2 separate regions of the Ovis canadensis genome follow, and region 1 is linked to region 2. A link is a contact called in public Hi-C data. All regions are on one chromosome and are shown on one strand. The core of a region is the stretch at or near the end of the contact, and the rest is flanking DNA. Distances in the headings are between cores, read along the strand shown.

The links. A called contact is a pair of places that touch in the nucleus more often than the background predicts.
Region 1: a Hi-C map of fibroblasts shows a contact between it and region 2, with 2.3 times the contacts expected there. The contact joins the enhancer-like site here to the promoter of AHDC1 in region 2. A contact is called at or near these places in 2 of 2 Hi-C or Micro-C datasets (fibroblasts and lung).

The regions. Positions count from the first base shown.
Region 1 is chr2:245,018,209-245,021,636 of ARS-UI_OviCan_v2, forward strand. It overlaps AHDC1 (AT-hook DNA binding motif containing 1), which reads left to right. Exons shown (of 7, transcript XM_069578903.1): 3 at 562-739. Among named protein-coding and RNA genes, the nearest start is that of AHDC1, 45 kb to the left of the region's middle. Within about 2 kb of position 2,128, the one cell type or tissue checked has open chromatin away from gene starts, as enhancers often do. A contact at or near this core is called in fibroblasts, where this site is marked.
Region 2 is chr2:244,973,064-244,976,359 of ARS-UI_OviCan_v2, forward strand. AHDC1 (AT-hook DNA binding motif containing 1) reads left to right here and starts at 1,937. Exons shown (of 7, transcript XM_069578903.1): 1 at 1,937-1,960; 2 at 2,652-2,749.

The DNA.
Region 1 (3,428 bases), core at 878-3,377, 45 kb after region 2:
GAGGTAGACAAATGGGCAGGAAGCAGAGTGGGTGAGGAGAGCCCTAGTTATTAAAGAAAACGAGAGAGAACCAATCTCGGATGGAGAAGGGTAAATGCCAGCTGCGTATACATCCCTCATGAAAATCTGCAGTCACCATCACTTTGAACAGTAACTCTCACACCTGCATTGTAAGTGAGCTCTTAACATTTATAGTTTCCCTAGAGCACTTCTCCCCGCTCATAAACTCTCCCTATTTTATAGATTAGGAAACTGAGAGCCAGAGAGGTTAACTGACTTGCCTGAGATCACACAGGTGATGAAAGTTGAGCCAAGGACCATTCTGACTCCCAAGACCAGGTTCTTTTCACCATAGTGTATGTGTTCTTGTTCATGCATACATATCTGCCCATGCAGAGATATTGCCTGGGGTTTCGAGACATAGTTCGTAGTCCCCAGTGAAGTGAGGTTGGAGCCAATTTCTGTGCAAGGCTAGACCCACCTAGGATGGCCTCCTGGTCCCCCTGTCTGGTTCATCTTGTATCCGTGCTTATGTCTGGGGTGCTGTTTTTGTTTTCACAGATGGGAGCTTGCCTGCCTGTCTACCTATTGGCCTGGACCCCAGAGCCTGCCCAGCTAAGTGCATGCAGAGGGCCCTGGGTTCGGGGTGATTCTCAGGCTGCCGAAGAGACCACCCTGGAATCACTGGCGAAGACAGGCCTTTGCTGCTGAGCTGGGCCTATCTGCACAGCTTGCTCAGGTAACAGTGTACAGAGAAGCTGGGTCTGCTGGCCATCCCAGGAAGTGGGGATCAGGGATACTTCCTTCACAGTCCTATCAGGGATCCCTCCCCTCCCAGCTTAGGCCAAAAAGAGGCTCTTTAGTATCAAAATACTGTGACCACACTTACTCAGACTCCCCATTATCCAGAAAGGCAAGGTCCATGGATATACAGCCAGTTCCCCCAAGTCCTGCCTCCTAGTTGGAGGACCTGCACCTGGATGACCTGAGAGAACTGGGCAGCGAAAGGGGTTGTCCCAGTGACCAGAACCCAGGGCAGAGGTAGAAACCAGAATGCCTGCTGTGTGATGCTGACCCCGCAGGACCCCTCTCTCCTAGAGTCTGTGGAAGTTGAGAGGACCTGGGGAGTTGAGGTACGCTGGGCTGCCCTCCTGGGATGAGATGGGGCAAGGCCGGGGGCAAGAACCATCTCCCTAGCCTGGGCCCAGATGAGCCCACCCAAGCAGGCTAGAGAGCTGCAGAGGCCAGGTGGAGCGGCCCTGCCCTGCAGAGGCAACTCCCCGAACTGACACATGAAGCCTCAGGCTCCAGGAAGCTCCCTAGAGCCCAGACTGCCTGGGGACCCCACCCAGCTTCCAAAAGAGCATTCCTGGGGCCTGAGGTCTGGGGGGGTGGAGTCTCCCGGGATTGTCAGGGTGGGGATGTCAGAGCCGGGTGTACCCAATTGTAAATGTACGGGGCATCTAGTGTGCAAGTACTCCAGCTTGTGTGCAAGCAGGCGTGTGTAGGATTCTGTCCTGAGGTGTGCAGGGTGCTGTACACAGAAGTCTAGGGGGACTGGGCTGGGAGACATTCACGGGCTGCATACATGGTACATGAGAGCGAGTGCGCAGGACTCAGGGTGTGTCCTGTGCAGGTGTGGGGAGGCTAGAGCGTTGTGTGTACCATGCTGGGTGGTGTTCCTGGGCAGGGTGCTAGTGTACACTGGAGAGGTGTGCAGACAAGACTCTGAATACACCGGGGTGATACACGGGTACACACTGGGTGGGGTGGATCATGTACACAGAGGTTCTTCCACGTGTCACCAGGGAAGCGTGTGTTCAGGGTTCTGGCTGCACACGCTGGGGGATGTGTGTGCACGTGGCTCCATTTGTGCTTTGGAGGTGGGCTGGGCAAGGCTTCAGCTGAGCTGGGCTCAGCAGTGCCCAGCCTTGTGGCCAAACTGCTGAAGTCACTTCCTTTCCAGCAGCAACTTTCCAGGAGGAGGAGTTTTTCAGACCTGGGCGGGGAGGGGTGGGGGGCGGAACAAGGAGCTCTCAGGGGAAGGAGGTGGGCGGTGGTGAGGCTGTGGGGAGGGCCTGGTGGGGCTGGAGGAGGGGTGTCCTCCGGGAGACAGAAGGAAAGACAAGGACAGGAGTCTGGAAGGGCCAAGGGCAGGAGGGGATGGGGGCGGAGCAGGCGGGAAGCACAGTCCCTGGGTGACCTCGGAGAGAGGAAGGGAGGGCCACCCGGCAGGGTGACCCTCGGGTTCAGCCAGAGCTGGCAGTGGTGCCCACACACCTGGCACCCAGGGCAGGGGGCTGGCAGGGGGCGGGTCTAGGGCAGACCTGCTTGCCAGGTGCCCTGCTCCGGGCAGGAAGGGGGTGGGCAAGGGCTTCACAAAGGAGCTCTGTGTGGCTGGGGGTAGGGTGGGGTGGGGTGTGCTGTGCTATTGGGGGGTGGCCCTGATGATTCCAGGGGGTGGGGCGGGGCTTGCTCCCCTTGGGGGCATCAGTGGCTCTAAGGGGACACCTAGTGGCGAGGGAGGGTAGTGCATTGAATGACCTAGGTGGGAGGGGTGAAGAAACTGAGAGGAGGGGGTGAATTTAGAAGTCAAAAATTAGAATTGGTCGTTGGGACCAGGACAGTTCAAGGAAGCTGCGGGGGAGGGGGCTGACTCTCTGGACAGTGGGGAAGTTTGGTTCAGAGGAGCTCAGCAAACCCAAGTGCAGACACTCTTCCCTGTCATGGCTGTTTGTCCTTAAGGGCTTTGCTTAACCTCTCTGAGCCTCCATTTACATGCCAAATAAGTGACAGCTGCCCGTTATTATTTTCATCATTGTTATTTTTTTGGTAACGATTCTGGTTCGGAGTCAGGTTAGAAGGAGAGCTTCAGGGGTGGGTGGGAGGGGGCTGAAGAGAAGGAAATTGGGAAGAGGGGGTGATGCATAGTTCCTGAGTTGGGGGGGAGGCCAGATCCTGGGAAATAAAGGTCCCCCCACAAGGGAGCTGACTGGGGGGAGGTTTCACTGCAGCAGTGATAGCCCCCTTTGAGGCCAAGTTTTCCATTTGAGGACATCCCTGGGCCTTCGGTCTGGGCTGGGAGGGAAATGGTGTGTGCAGGGTGGGGGGGGTGGGGTAGGGAGGAGGCTGGAGAGAGGGTCATGAGGCCGGAAGTGAGAGCTGGGGCTGGCAGCCCGGCTCCCCTGGGGAGGCTGTGGGTGGGGGAGGGGGAGGCTGGCTGGGGAAGGGGTGGGGTGGTCAGAGCCGCAGCGGGGGAGGGTGGGGCTGGGGACTCAAGGATGTGGGCTGGCCCTTCCCGACACTGTGCGCAGCAGGTTGGGGCCCCCAGCCCCCCTCCCAGCCGGCGGGTGTCCCCACAGGCAGGCTCAAGACACACTGACCCAGAAGCAGACAGACGACGGACAGTGGACCCTTTGCGACTTTGT
Region 2 (3,296 bases), core at 687-3,186:
GAGGGTGTGAAAGAAAGGGGAACCTGGGCCTTTCCTAGCCTTCCCAATGCTAAAGTCTCACCGGTGGGGGACCAGCTGGGGCAAGATGCCAAAGCCTCATCTATTTGTGTAACTTTAGGTCAGGCTGGGGAGCTGCAAAGGGCCCCTAACAACTTTAACCATTGCTTTCTTTCGTTAATATCTGATCTTACAATGGTTCCCATTCAACTGATAAATCTTTGAACCCAGGGCTTGCCTGTAAGGAGAAGCTACTCCCAAATGGGTGCCTCTGCGGCTGGTCAGCAGCCCGGATGATGCCAGATCAATAGATGGAACTATTTAGAGCCCTAGACCTCTTCCATGGCTGTGGTGCCCCCACTCCCTGCAAAGGGCCAACAGAGTGTCCCCCAGATCCCCCCAACTTTTTTGTCTTAGAGGAGGGGCTTGCAGGTGGTGACAGGGAGCTGCTGTTAGCAAAACGACACCACCTGCCTTTTGTCACACGCTGGCCATCACCTCGTATCACCCTGCAGGGCCAAAGGAAGAGTCCGAAACGGGTGGGCCAAGGACAAAGGCACTGCTGAAGGGACTTCAGACACAGAGCAAGACAGAAAAAGCCAGCAGACATTGGGCAAAGGAATATCAGACACATAGATGAAGTGGGACTAGCACAGGACCAGTCGGGGCTGGTGCTGGTAGACGCCGGGGACAGGACAGCCACCATGCATTATTCATCTCCGTGTCCCCTGTGAGCCCTGCACACCTCAGTTAACATTTGTCGAATTTAAGTGCCAAGGGAGGACACACAGACGCTGGGAGAGAAGGTCAGATGGAGAGCTTGGAAGTCGCAGCTCCCTGCTTGAGCCAGAGGTTAAGCAGTGAGCTTTGGAATGGAACAGACCCTGGTCCAGCCGGGCTCTACCAACTTCTTCAGTAGGGGTCATGGGCCTCAGTGCCCTCATCTCTAAAATGGAAATGATAACAAAATCATTCTACCAGGTCTTTGCAGGACTCAAGAGCCCTGCGGTGTTCAGAAAGTGGCAGCAGCAGCAGTTCTCCTTCTTGCACTGTCCAAAGACCTCTCCTTGGTAACCAGGCCCTGGCAGTGCACATTCCCATCTGTGGGGATAGGCCAGGCAGGGGGCCGGAGCTAGGGGCTGGATAACAGATGTGACCTGCAGAGGAGGTAGGTGAAAGTGCTGAGTCCAGCCCCCTGGGCCCAGCAGGAGCTCTGAACTGTTGAATCTGAATGCTGCTTCCTGACACCAGGAAGAAGCTCAGTCGAATTCAGGAAGGCAAGGCTGTGTGTGTGTGTGTGTGTCTGACAGAGAGAGAGATCTGTGGAGAATCCAGGACTTCATGCTCTTGTCTTCCTCGGACTTCTAGAAAAACTAGTCTTTGGTGGAGGTGGCTAAACCCAGAGCTCAGAACTTGAGATTGGGGGTCCCTGAAAGGAGGAGGAGGTGCGGGCGGGCTTTGAGTTTTCTGGAGCAGCCCTCTCTCCATCAACCCTTGCGCTTTACTCAATAGGTAACCTTCTCATGAAGGGAGAACGCCTCCAGATTCAGGGAGCCGACCGTCTCCTCTTACCGCTTCCTCTCTCATTTAATTGGGACGCCCCCAGAAAGTCTCAAGCCCTTTTAGCTAGTCCCTCGATTCCCCCATTCTACTCTTTCCATTCTCAGACCACGCCCCTTCACTCCCACCCGCAACCTCCGCTCCGGCCAAAGCCCCCCGCAGCGGGACGAGGAAGGTGGGGAACGTTGGTGATCCTTGGGGAAGAACGCAATCCCCCTTCGGTAAAAGAGGAAGCGCGCGAGGGTCGGGCGCTGGGTGCCCCCTGCGGGCTCCCGGCCGCGCCGTCGGAGCTGCCGGCGCCGCCCCGCCCGCTCCGCGCGCGGAGCGGCCGAGGCGGGGACTACAAGTCCCGGCGAGCCGCGCGCGCGCTCCCCCCTGGGGTTCCGGATGGTGAGCGGCGAAGGTAAGGCGAGCTCGCAGAGGCAGCGGCGGCGGCGGCGGAGACGGAGAGAGGCAGGCAGGCAGGCAGGCAGGGCGAGGGCGAGAGACGGCGAGGGGAGGGAGCGAGCGAGGCAGACCAGACAGACAGACAGGCGGGCGGGCGGGCAACGGGAGCCACCCGCCAGGCTGCGCTCAGCCCCGCTCGCCGCGGAGAGAGCAGAAGGCAGGAGGAGGGAGGGGAGGAGGGGGAGGGAGGGAGAGAGGGAATCCAGCTACCACCACCCAAAGCCAGCGTCTGCTTTCTGTCCTCATTTCCTTTTCCCACCCAGCTCTGAGAGCAGAGAAAGGCAGAGGGAGCGAGAGATTGAGACAGTCAGAGGGACAGACAGACAGCCAGAAGAGAGCGGGAGGGAGGAGGGCGGAGGAGGAGGAGCAGGAGGAGGACTACGCGGGGCGCGTTCCCTCCCAGGTTTGCAATTGGGGGGGGTGGGGGTGGGGGTGTCCAGGGCTGTGAGAGTGTGTGCGCGGTGGTGGCGGTGGGGGGAGCAAGGGGGCGCAGAGAGAGAACGAAGGAGTGATCGAGGTGGGGGGCGCCGCGGGAGCTGGGGGGCCGGGTCCAGCGGAGTTAGCGGCGGAGAATGTGAGCCGAGGCGCGAGCCATGCTGTCAGCAACGGCGGGCGGCTCAAGGCTCCTCCACGACTCCTCTCCCCAGCTGCCGGGCGCCCGCGTCGCTGCCGCCGCCGGAAAACAGACGCCCCCCGAAGCCCCTCGCCTGGCTCGGACCCACGGAGCCGGCAGCCCAGCACTCCGGTGAGTGGCGCCTCCTCCCCGGCCCTAGACCCCCGCTGGGGACCGGCCGGCCGGGCTCTTTTGTGCAGCGCACCGGGGGGGCCCCGCGCCCCCTCCGCGCGCCCCGGTCCGGTCCGCCGGACCCCGTGGCTGCGGTGCCCGCGGTGCGATCGGTCTTTGTTTCCACCGGGGCCCGCGGCTCGGCTGGGCTCGGCTCGAAGCCTGGCAGGCAGCGCCGGGAAGGGGGAGGGGGAGGTGGACGAGAAGGGGGGGCGGGGAGGGGGGGTTCTCGGGTTTCCTGGCCGCCCCGCGGCTCCCCCGGCTCGGGGGCGAGGTGCGCGCCCAGCGCTGCCGCGCGCCCCCTCCTCCTTCCCCCTCCCTCCGTCTTTGGATTTAAAACTGCAATTTGCTCTCCAGCTTGCTGAGAATGTAGGGGGGGGGGTGAAGGGGGGGACCGTGGGAGCGGAGAACAAGGCTGGATTTTAGGAACGGCGCTGGGAAAGGGGGAGACTGCGGAGGGGAGAAGCCCCTCCCCTCCAACCCCCAAATCCCAAGGTTCCGCTTGTGC